Linked DNA regions of Arabidopsis thaliana: region 2 is linked to region 1. The links are chromatin contacts, called in public capture Hi-C maps. All regions are on one chromosome and are shown on one strand. Each heading gives the region's core, a stretch centred on a gene start, on an enhancer-like site or on the middle of the called end of the contact. The rest is flanking DNA. Distances are from core to core; before and after follow the strand shown.

Region 1 (5,763 bases), core at 2,857-5,356:
TCAGTCTCTGATTAATGACTTTGTCTATGAATTCTACAGGTGTTTGTTATGAAGATCAGATAAATAAAAGGTCATTTGAGGATAATGGTTGATGTTCAAAGATTCTTACTTGCTTATTTGTGATGGACAATGTAAGAGGTTCAATAATGTTGCAGCCACTGCCAGAGATAGCTGAGAGTATCGATGATGCTATCTGCCATGAACTCTCCATGTGGCCTGATGATGCTAAAGATTTGTTATTGATAGTGGAGGCAATATCAAGGGGAGACTTGAAGTTGGTACTTGTTGCTTGTGCAAAAGCTGTTTCTGAGAATAATCTTCTAATGGCACGATGGTGTATGGGTGAGTTGCGCGGTATGGTTTCGATTTCTGGTGAGCCAATCCAGAGATTGGGAGCTTATATGTTAGAAGGGCTTGTTGCTAGGCTTGCTGCTTCTGGTAGTTCGATATATAAGTCTCTCCAGTCCAGAGAACCAGAGAGTTATGAATTTTTATCTTATGTGTATGTTCTGCATGAGGTTTGTCCATATTTCAAGTTTGGATACATGTCAGCGAATGGTGCGATTGCAGAAGCAATGAAGGATGAAGAGAGGATTCACATTATTGACTTCCAAATTGGACAAGGGAGCCAGTGGATAGCACTTATCCAGGCTTTTGCAGCTAGGCCTGGTGGGGCTCCAAATATTCGAATTACCGGAGTTGGTGATGGATCTGTCTTGGTTACAGTCAAGAAGAGACTAGAGAAACTTGCAAAGAAGTTTGATGTTCCATTCAGGTTCAATGCGGTTTCAAGGCCAAGTTGTGAAGTTGAAGTGGAAAATCTTGATGTCCGAGATGGCGAAGCCCTTGGAGTGAACTTTGCTTACATGCTGCATCATTTGCCAGATGAGAGTGTAAGCATGGAAAACCACAGGGACCGGTTGCTGAGGATGGTGAAGAGTCTATCACCTAAAGTAGTCACTCTTGTGGAACAAGAATGCAACACGAACACTTCCCCTTTCCTTCCTAGGTTCCTTGAGACATTAAGTTATTACACGGCAATGTTCGAATCTATCGATGTTATGCTTCCGAGAAATCACAAGGAAAGGATCAATATCGAGCAGCACTGCATGGCAAGGGATGTCGTCAACATCATAGCTTGTGAAGGAGCCGAGAGGATCGAAAGACACGAGCTTCTCGGGAAATGGAAGTCAAGGTTTTCCATGGCGGGTTTTGAGCCATACCCCTTGAGCTCAATCATTTCAGCCACCATTAGAGCCCTCTTGAGAGATTACAGCAACGGGTATGCGATTGAAGAAAGAGATGGTGCTCTGTACCTTGGTTGGATGGACCGAATCTTGGTCTCATCTTGTGCATGGAAGTGAAAGAATAAACGTCTCCAAGAATGTAATGCAAAAGACAGAACTGGAAGTAATAGATAGTTTTGTCTCATAACCATTAATAAGGTTGAATCAAATCATATACATCCCCATGCTACAACTATTACACAGGCTCCATCAACAAAGAAGGGCTCTTGTTGTGTTACCTTCTCTTCCTGTAACTCTTATTTGAACCAAATGGAAGTGGTTACATAAAGGTATTAAAGCATACTATTCCATTAAACACTAATCTAAATCTGGTCCCGCCTGAACAACAACTGTACAGTCTATAACCATATCGCCTGTACTAATCTATGTTAAAACAGCCATATAAATTACCACTCGGTACAACACTGAATGCTTAGCTTTGGGCAGGCTCTGTCTTGGGTTTTTGTTCCTCGCTCTCCAGGGTTCCTACTGCCTTCTCTTGACAAACAGTGGTTTTATCATCTGACTTTGCTTCCGGCTTGGCGTGATTGGCTGCGTGATCTTTGTTTGCATCTGATCTCTCTTTTATTTCCTCCTTCAGCTTCTCATCCAAAACTGGACCTTGATCAAGACTTTTCTCAAAGCCATTAGTCTTCGTTTTCTTTCTTAAGTGATCTTCGACATGCTGGTCTTTTGTAATGGATTGAAGAGTTGAGCTCTGTGGAGTCTTGTTGGCATCTCCTTCTTTATCATCAACTTCCGAGTCCAGCATGTTATTATGAGTAACAACTCTTCCTGGAGGCATATCGTGGTCGTGTTTTCCCTCGTAAGTTGTTATAAGCAACTTTGTGTCATGAGATGACCTCTCTACGTGTTTCTTGACGGGGCATCCAGGGCTTGAACATCTATAGTAGCTCCTAATACATAAAACATCAAATGGAGAAAGAACGTGAGCAGCGAAGAATGAAACCAAAAGTTTGACATTATATTTCAAACATGTAAGCAGTCACTACCTTGGATATGGGCTGCCTTTTACTGATTTCTGACCATATTTACGCCATCGGTACCCATCATTCACAATATCAAACAGAGTCTGAGTGTGAACCACAATGCGTGAATCATTGGTTGACCTCTCCACTGGACTCAGCTCAATGTTCCCTCCTTTCTTCCTGATTTAGTGACATCAACATAAGAAGAAAAAACAAGGAACACCAATGGTGAAGTCTTCCTCCAGAACCATGAAAAACAAACCGACATATCAATCATCAATACCTTCGCTTTGCGGTAGGACTATTATAATCCTTGTGAGTGTTGTCCCCCGTTATCCTACTTGATTGTGAAATATCAGTTTTCACATCATCAGCTGGTGGAATAACTGAAACATGTAATCCTCCATGGATCTTTGGTGGTTCGGTTTGACGAAGTGTCTGAACACTGGATCCAGATGTTTTCTCTACAAACATGATATCATAAGAAACAATGCACAGCTTATAAATTAGAGAAACTATATCTATTCTTTGTTCACCTTTACTAACAGCTGTGAAGACATCACTTCGCTTATCCTGATTGATAGGAACAGCACCAGCAAGAGGCTTTGGGTGATCATGTTCCCCAAAGTAAACGGTATCCACGACTTGTCCACCCGCAGACCGTTCCAACTGTTTTTTCGCTTTGCAGTTAGGGTGAGTGCACCTGTAATAGCTCCTTACAAACTCATTTCCTTTCACAAGTTTCTGTCCATATTTCCGCCAGTTGTATCCGTCTTCCATAACCTTCTCACGAATAAAAGGACTATTCCCTTCCGAACCAGACTGCAAAGATAATGCACCGCTACTTTCAGAAACCTTCGGTGCTTTCTCGGATACCGGGGAAGCAACATCTACTTCCGACTGCGAAGCTACCGTATGTGGAACAAGTTTTTCAAGCTCCTTACAGTCAGTAGATTCCAAACTTTCAACAACGGTTTCAGTTCTAGTTACAGCCACTGGTATGACCTCCGCTTTATCAGTAGTGGCAACAACATCATCCACTGCTTTAGTCTCATTTGAATGGTCTAACTCCATATCACTAGCCAGAACTTTTCCCACCTCAGCCATAAATACTAACAAACTCAAGTAAACTCAAAACCGGAGAGACTCGAGCTTAACCCCAAATATATCTAATTCCCAAAGCCTGAAGGAGAAATCAAAACAAACAAAAACCAAATCATTACAGTGAATTCACACTAAATTCCACAGAAACAACAATTAGGAATAAAATGTTGCAGAATAACCACTAAAAGTCTCCACTTTTGGGAAATTTCTATATCAATTACAATCTTAGTAAAGACTCAAAATTGATTAGTCCTATGCTTCACCAACGATCTTTAGACTCAAGTACTTTACTTTGAAACAAACAAAACCCCAAAATTAAAGCATTTGCTAAAATCTTATAACCAAATTACATAAAAAGTCGGCAAATTTGTTCCATTTACTACGGAGTTAAGAGACGACCCAGTAACAAGATTCGCATAAAGATTCAACATTTAATACTAAATTAAAGAATTTAATACAACTTCAAAAACAAAATAAAATAAAGAATTTACCTAGCACAGACATCGAGAAGATCATCATCCGACCAAATAAGATAATCCCAAAAAACCGAAGCTGCTTATGTTCTTGTAAGAATCTCGTAGATCGAAATCGAACAATCTCAAATTGGGTTTAAGAGAGAGAGAAAAGAGAAGAAGAACAAAAGGTCATGTCGAAGAATCAGATGGTTGGACTTAGAAATGACTATGGAGAAAGAAGAAGAAGAAGAAAGTGGGGAAGAGAGGTTTTGTTTCAGTGTTACGCGGTGTATTGAAAGATATGTAGACGTCGTTGATCTAACGGTTAGATGATACGTTTCTCATGACATATATTCTCCACCCACAAAACGCAAGCCGACAAAAGCAGAAGCAGTGGGACCCAGAGAACCCAGTGCATAATAATCTCGTGTGTCTCATTAGTATTGTTGTTTCTTGGTTACAAAGTGTGAGTAATATCAAACTTTGGGGATCGATTTTGCAAATACATGTAAATTACTTAACTACGAGGAAGAAAACAAAAGTATTGATTCTTACACAAGTGGATGTATATCTTTTTTTAGGACTACTTTTGTTTAAGAACTTGAGTACGTTTGTAAGAAAATGTTTAATGAAAAGGAGAATTGTCAAGGTCAATTTGTTGAACAACCACTGATCATCTAGACACTTTCGACTTTAGGTAATAATTTTTTAAAAATTCGATTTTTTTTTTTTTTTTGTTTTTTTGTTTTTCCTTACAAAAGAACAAATGGAAAATTGTAGTGATTAATACTACATTTTTAACGAAATTAGATGAGTAGAAAAACAGAGATATTAAAAGAAGATTTTTCTGAAAAAAAAATCCACAAAATCATCTATTTTTGCAATTTTACAATTTATATCTAAAAACTATAAAATAATTATATAAAGTTAAAAATAGTACGCAATATAACTTTTTTGCTATTGTAAAATTTTTAAATTTTGATAAATAATATATCAAATCGTAGCTTTCGAGATGAAGAGTTCAACTATATCTTTAAAATTTTCAAAAACAAGTATATGTGACCATAAAAACGTTTACAATATATGTAAAGTTTCATAAATAGGTTATATTGCATATTATTTATGAATTTATATGATTATTTTGCATTTATTGGACGTTGAAGGTAAATTTGAAAAAAAATAGGTGATTTTGAACGGGTTTTTTTTGCACAAAATTCCTAAAAGAAAATAACATATTTGTTAGATAACTTATGCTCCCTTTGTCCCACAAAGATAAATTTTCTAGAAAAAATATTTGTCCCACAAAGATAGAAGTTTTATATTTTCAATGCAAATTTTAAAACTATTTACCTGTTTTACCTTTATTAAATAATTAGCTAAATATTTATTATTATTTTTAAAGTTTATTAAGAGGTTAAAATTGTCATTATACAATATTTTTTAAAGAATGTGAAATTTTTTAAAAATATTATCTTAGTAGGACGGAGGGAGTAGAAAATTTTCCAAAATAGAAAAAACTTCATAAATTTTTTGTTTCTTTGAAAAGTCCATCTGTTAATAAAATATCAAAAATAACTAAGGAATAAAGATAAATTATGTTTGTAAAGTGACAATCTTAAAAACGATATTTAAAACTTGAAGTATTATTTGTAAGGTTGGCCGAATTTTGGGGGTTTTGGGTTCTCGATTCTAATTTGGGTGTGCTGGGTCTTTATTCAATGTCTTTCGATGAAGGGTTAGTGTATGAGAGTGACCCAGATGATCTCGAGTACGAATATCTGGGGAGTGATGTCGAGAGTGAAAATGTTGGTGGTGAAAACAGAAGTTCGGGGGACGATGATAGTGTGGTTAAGAATGAGGGAGACGACAAGGGAGATTACGACGATTCCGATGAAAGAGATGACAGAGGTGGTGATAGAGACTTACGTT
Region 2 (5,627 bases), core at 2,177-4,676, 83 kb before region 1:
ATCTTATTAATTAATATTTATTAATTTATCTTATTAATTAATATTTATTAATTTATAGGATAAATTAATATCACTATAAATTAATAAAATTTCATGGTCGTAGCATTATTAATTTATAGAGTTTCTACTGTATATGGAATTACACCAAAAACCACATCTCTTCTTCAGCTTCTCCTCGACACAAAACAGAAAAAACGAGATTCATAGTCGTCAAGGTCAATGTGATCTCGCCGTCGCCGGAGATCTCGTCGGATCCATCGCCGGAGTGTAACAGGTTTGTGTTGCTCTCTCTCTCTCTCTCTCTCTCTCTCTCTCTCTCTCTCTCTCTCTCTCTCTCTCTCTCTCTCTCTCTCTCTCTCTCTCTCTCTCTCTCTCTCTCTCTCTCTCTCTCTCTCTCTCTCTCTCTCTCTCTCTCTCTCTCTCTCTCTCTCTCTCTCTCTCTCTCTCTCTCTCTTTCTCTCTTCCTCTCTCTCGCTCCATGTCTCTCTCGTTGTTTCTCTTTGTATCCTTGTTGCAATCACTTGTTCTTGGGTTTGATCCACCGTGGTTACATTGCTTAATTGTGGGTTTGCTTTACTTTGTTTTTTGAATTCATTGTTACTTTGATTCTTCGATTAGCTTTAGTTTACGGCTTTGTGTTGCTTTGCTTGCTTTGTGTTGCTTTTGATTCTTCGATTAGCTTTAGTTTACGGCTTTGTGTTGCTTTGGTTGCTTTGTGTTGCTTTTGATTCTTCGATTAGCTTTAGTTTACGGCTTTGTGTTCCTTATATTGCTTTGTGTTGCTTTGTGTTGCTTTTGATTCTTCGCTTAGCTATAGTTTACGGCTTTGTTTTGCTTATATTGATTTGTGTTGCTTTGATTATTCTATTAGCTTTAGTTGTGTTGCTTTGATTATAGGTCTTTTGTGTGTTTTGATGCAGAAAGCTAGGATCTAGATTTGGCTATTTGAGCATATAGATTTAAGGATTGAAAGAAGAATCACTGTAAGTCATCATCATATATTCTTTTGATCTACACGTTTTTTGCTATGAATTTGTTGACATTGAACTTTGTGTTTACTTTGTGTCTTTCGTTTATGAATTGTTTAGTGTGTTATTGTTTTAAGGAGTTTAACTGGTGATGATATGTAACTGTTAAGTGAATGAGTTTAAGAAGCTTTGTCTACTATCTTTATTGTCAATGATAGTTTGATTTAAGAAGCTCTCTGTTATCCTGTGACCTCTACTTTTGGCTGGTCTCTAAGCTTGGTTTGTCATAATTGTTAAAATGGAAAACAGTTTAAGAAACACGTGAGTATTGGTTGGTCTCTAAGCTTGGTTTATCATAATGATTGTGTCTTTTGTCAAAAGTCTTTAACATGAGTTTGCTTTAGTGTTTTGGTTTAGTAATGGTATAGAGTAATAGTAATGGTATTGAGTAATGGTATAGACTATAGAGTAAAGGAAATCGATGAAGTTTGTTTGTTTCTTTCCTGACATTAGCTTTGAAATTGGAGTTAAGACGCTATTTAGTAAATGAGAAATCGAGTTTTGGAGTTAAGATTCATTGAGGTTAAGTAATAGCCAATATGGATGGTTACTTGATATATTTTGGTAAGACCATACTCTGGTTTCTGTTTCATATTTTGTGTCATGATTGAATCACTTTTGAGAATGTGTCATGGTTGAATCGTTAGGTAGTACTAGCCAATATGCATGCTTGCTCTTATTGGAGAATTGGTGATGATTCATAGAGGAACATTACTTACTGACATTAGCACAATTTAAGATCTAACAAAGTATCTTTTTTGCTTCATAATCTAATGCCAATGTGTTTTTTTCTTTACAGGTTTAGTAATCTGAAATTGAAGTTTGAAAATGGGAATGATCAACAACGAAAAAATTTGAAGATCAAAGCCAAACTCTCTTTTTCAAACTCTACTTTGATTAATATGAGAATGTAGCTATAGATTATTTGTTACTTAACATAAGGCATTTTAGTCATTTATATATTGATGAGAATGTGAATTATCCATCCAAATGATCAAACAAACAAAGCTCCATCTAAATGATGCATTTAGATGAACTAGCAAATGATCAAACAAACATCATTAAGATGAATCATCCAAATGGATTATTTGGATGGATCATTTGGATACAAATTCCAAATGATCAAACAAACATGACCTAATAATAATAATTTTAATAAATGTTTGTTGCAATTGTGTTTTATTTGTTACAATCTTTTAAACAATCTTTTTAAACTAAAATATATATATTTGTCGTTTGTCATTTTCAGAAAACTGCAATCTGAATAAAAAATTTCTACGGTTTTTTTTTTTATTGTATCACCTCATAATCATTCGCAAGTTGCAACTATTTAGTTGAACTATTGCAATATTTAGTTTATTATAAATTATTGCAATTTTTGTTTTGTTTAATGAGTCGTTGTAATTTTTAATTTATTTGATGAACCATTACAATTTTTGATATATTTAATATATACGATCGCACCTCTTGGTATAATTTTTCATATATATTTTTAAAATTTTAATTACTTAAAATTAAAATTAAAAAAAACTATTACAACCGTTTAATTGAACCATTGCAATATTTAGTTTATTTGACGAACCATTAAAATTATTGGTTTATTTTATGAACTCTTGTAATATTTTATATATAAATAGTAGCGATCTGACTAAATGACTTATACGTTTGGGTTTCTCAATTTTGTAACTGTGTTTGCATTGTAATGGCTCATGACCTAAGCCTAATTTGGGAGGCCCATATATATAAAAACTCTGTAAGAAACAAGGTTCGAATTTGTAGCAAATGTAATCTTTCTCTACCATTATGTGACTCTTGTAAGAGCCATAGCCAAGGAAAATTACTTAAGTTAGGTAATGTTCTGTGAAATATATTTTTCCTCCTCTGTAAATAAAGTGTGTTTTTCTATTTACTTGCAGTTTGACTTCTTGATCTGGTAAGTGTTGGCTTTTAATATATGATTTAGTGTGACATAGCGAATCATGCAAGAAATAATATGTAGTGAAGAAACAAAGCATCTCTAATAGCAACTAAGAATCATAGACCTCTGGATCCTCCAGTACATATCATCGTATAGTTTAATTTAAACCAATCCATAATACATGCATTTTTGTTTTGTAATTAAAGTTTTAAAACCCACGGTTTGAAATTTTATGTTCAAACCGGTCTGGTCGAGTAGTCATCACGGTTTAAGATAAAAGATAAAGAAACGCAATCGAAGATAGGATTATTGATATATCATCACAAAGAATAGCCAAAAAACAATCCAATAAAATAAGTGTTAAACACTATCCTCTCACTGAAGCACAAGATCTTCCATTGCCAGATGGCACCACCACAACCATTACCAATCTCCTCATAGGACCAATGAAATCTAAACTAAACTCTTTCAACGAATCAGAACCCTCTGACGTGTACATTTGATAATCCCCTAACATGAAAATCACTCTGTTATAAAACCCAATTGGTTTCACCATCCCATCATAACTCACACTCTCTCTTCAATCCTTTCCTTTCATTGTAGTTAAACAAAGATTACGATTATGGCCACATCAGCTATCCAACAATCCTCCTTCGCCGGCCAAACGGCTCTCAAGCCCTCCAGCGACCTCATCCAAAAGGTGGGCGTCTTGGGCGGTGGCCGTGTGACCATGCGTCGTACCGTCAAGTCTACTCCCCAAAGCATCTGGTACCAAATTTATCCTCTCTCCCTCTTATATGTCTTAAGTAATCCTTAGTTGTTTAGATCTGTCTAATCACCAAATGCAATATAATTTTGTAACAGGTATGGACCAGACCGTCCCAAGTACTTGGGACCATTCTCGGAGAACACACCGTCTTACTTAACTGGAGAATACCCCGGAGACTACGGCTGGGACACCGCTGGACTCTCGGCTGACCCGGAGACATTCGCTAAGAACCGTGAGCTTGAAGTAATCCACAGCAGATGGGCTATGTTGGGTGCTCTCGGATGCACATTCCCTGAAATTCTCTCCAAGAACGGTGTTAAATTCGGAGAAGCCGTGTGGTTCAAGGCAGGCTCTCAGATTTTCTCAGAAGGAGGTCTTGATTACCTCGGAAACCCTAACTTGATCCACGCGCAAAGCATCTTAGCCATCTGGGCTGTTCAAGTTGTGCTCATGGGGTTCATTGAAGGCTACAGAATCGGAGGTGGACCACTCGGAGAAGGACTTGACCCGCTTTATCCCGGAGGTGCGTTCGACCCATTGAACTTGGCTGAGGATCCAGAGGCTTTCTCTGAGCTGAAGGTGAAGGAGCTCAAGAACGGTCGTCTTGCCATGTTCTCTATGTTTGGATTCTTTGTCCAAGCCATTGTTACTGGTAAAGGTCCCATTGAGAACTTATTTGATCATTTGGCTGATCCTGTGGCTAACAACGCCTGGTCTTACGCTACTAACTTTGTCCCCGGAAAGTAATTATCTTATGTATTTGCTTCATAATCTCTCTGCTTTGTAAACTCGTGATTGTGTAATATTGACGTTTGATGTGAATTTGGCACTTAATGATGTTTCTTGGGACTTGATTTTTTTTATTTATTGGCAAGAGTCAAAATCACATGACAGGTTCATATAAGCTGAGCGAATATTAGATTTACCTGGACCATACATAAACAATTTTAATGAGTAGTTGACAGATTTTGTGTAAAATAAATGCAGCTAAAATCGATTAAGTTCAACATTTCGAACAATGAACAATTGCATTTTTTTATATAAAGTTAGCTGAAAGCATTTTGAGCTAAGAATGTAAGTCTATCCACCACTAATACACCTAAGTTGCGAAAGCCTGTGTTCAATATTCTCCAACTCTAGTGCTATATCATTAGAATTCTTACTCTTCACGAGAGGCTCTATGATCTTATTAACATCCCCACGCAAGAAGCAATGCCTCAACAATGTGAAAGCGTTTTTTCTCTTGTTAGTCTCCGACGCGAAGCAAGTCATCACAAAGAGTTTTGCATCACAAGGAATATCTTTCGAAATCAATGGCATGGAACCTTTCTTAAGATCTCCCAAGTCATAGTTCTTATCCCACCATGGTCTCTTTCCAGTGTACATCTCCAACACCACACATCCTAATGACCATAAATCCAAACCTCTCCTTGTTTCGCCGTTAGAAATCGATTCAGGCGACATATATACCGGTGTTCCCGCAAACGGATGACTAGGAAGCCACCATTTACTATCTCCTTCTCTTTTAGACAACCCGAAATCAGAAATCTTTAACTCGAAACTCGGGAAAACAAGGATGTTTTCGGGTTTTAGATCGCAGTGAACATAACCGTGTCCATGAATAACTGCTAAACCCTCGAGGATCATACGCGTAAACCTTCTGATCAAAGCATCAGGCAATTTCATGTCCTTGAATCTACTCATAAAATGTCTCAAGCTTCCTCCAGATGCATATTCCATGGGAATCGTGAACTCTACGTCACCTTCTTCGTTGATTGTCTCTTGTACTTTTGTCCCATAGCATTGGACGATTCTCGAACAGCCTTTGAATTCGGACAAGATCTGAAACTCTTTGAGGAGAGAGTCGGCGTGAATTATGTTGGAGGTTTTCACCGCGGCGTAAAGTGTTTGG

Evidence for each region. Capture Hi-C pulls out chosen DNA fragments and counts their contacts.
Region 2: a capture Hi-C map of root shows a contact between it and region 1, with 3 times the contacts expected there. The contact joins the promoter of LHCB2.2 here to the promoter of ZAP1 in region 1. A contact is called at or near these places in 2 of 26 Hi-C or Micro-C datasets (root and shoot), 1 of 2 datasets of contacts at active chromatin or transcription factors (shoot) and 2 of 3 other capture datasets (root and shoot).

The regions. Positions count from the first base shown.
Region 1 is chr2:1,716,176-1,721,938 of TAIR10.1, reverse strand. It overlaps ZAP1 (zinc-dependent activator protein-1), which reads right to left and starts at 4,106. Exons shown (of 5, transcript NM_179605.3): 1 at 3,871-4,106; 2 at 2,812-3,458; 3 at 2,559-2,739; 4 at 2,300-2,455; 5 at 1,413-2,203. The coding sequence starts at 3,382. The coding sequence ends at 1,720. AT2G04870 reads left to right here and starts at 5,553. Exons shown (of 1, transcript NM_126519.1): 1 at 5,553-5,763. The coding sequence starts at 5,553. SCL21 (SCARECROW-like 21) reads left to right here. Exons shown (of 2, transcript NM_126521.3): 2 at 40-1,578. The coding sequence starts at 123. The coding sequence ends at 1,364.
Region 2 is chr2:1,798,271-1,803,897 of TAIR10.1, reverse strand. It overlaps LHCB2.2 (photosystem II light harvesting complex protein 2.2), which reads left to right and starts at 3,426. Exons shown (of 2, transcript NM_126537.4): 1 at 3,426-3,714; 2 at 3,811-4,664. The coding sequence starts at 3,569. The coding sequence ends at 4,462. It overlaps AT2G05060 (Protein kinase superfamily protein), which reads right to left. Exons shown (of 1, transcript NM_126536.1): 1 at 4,796-5,627. The coding sequence ends at 4,796.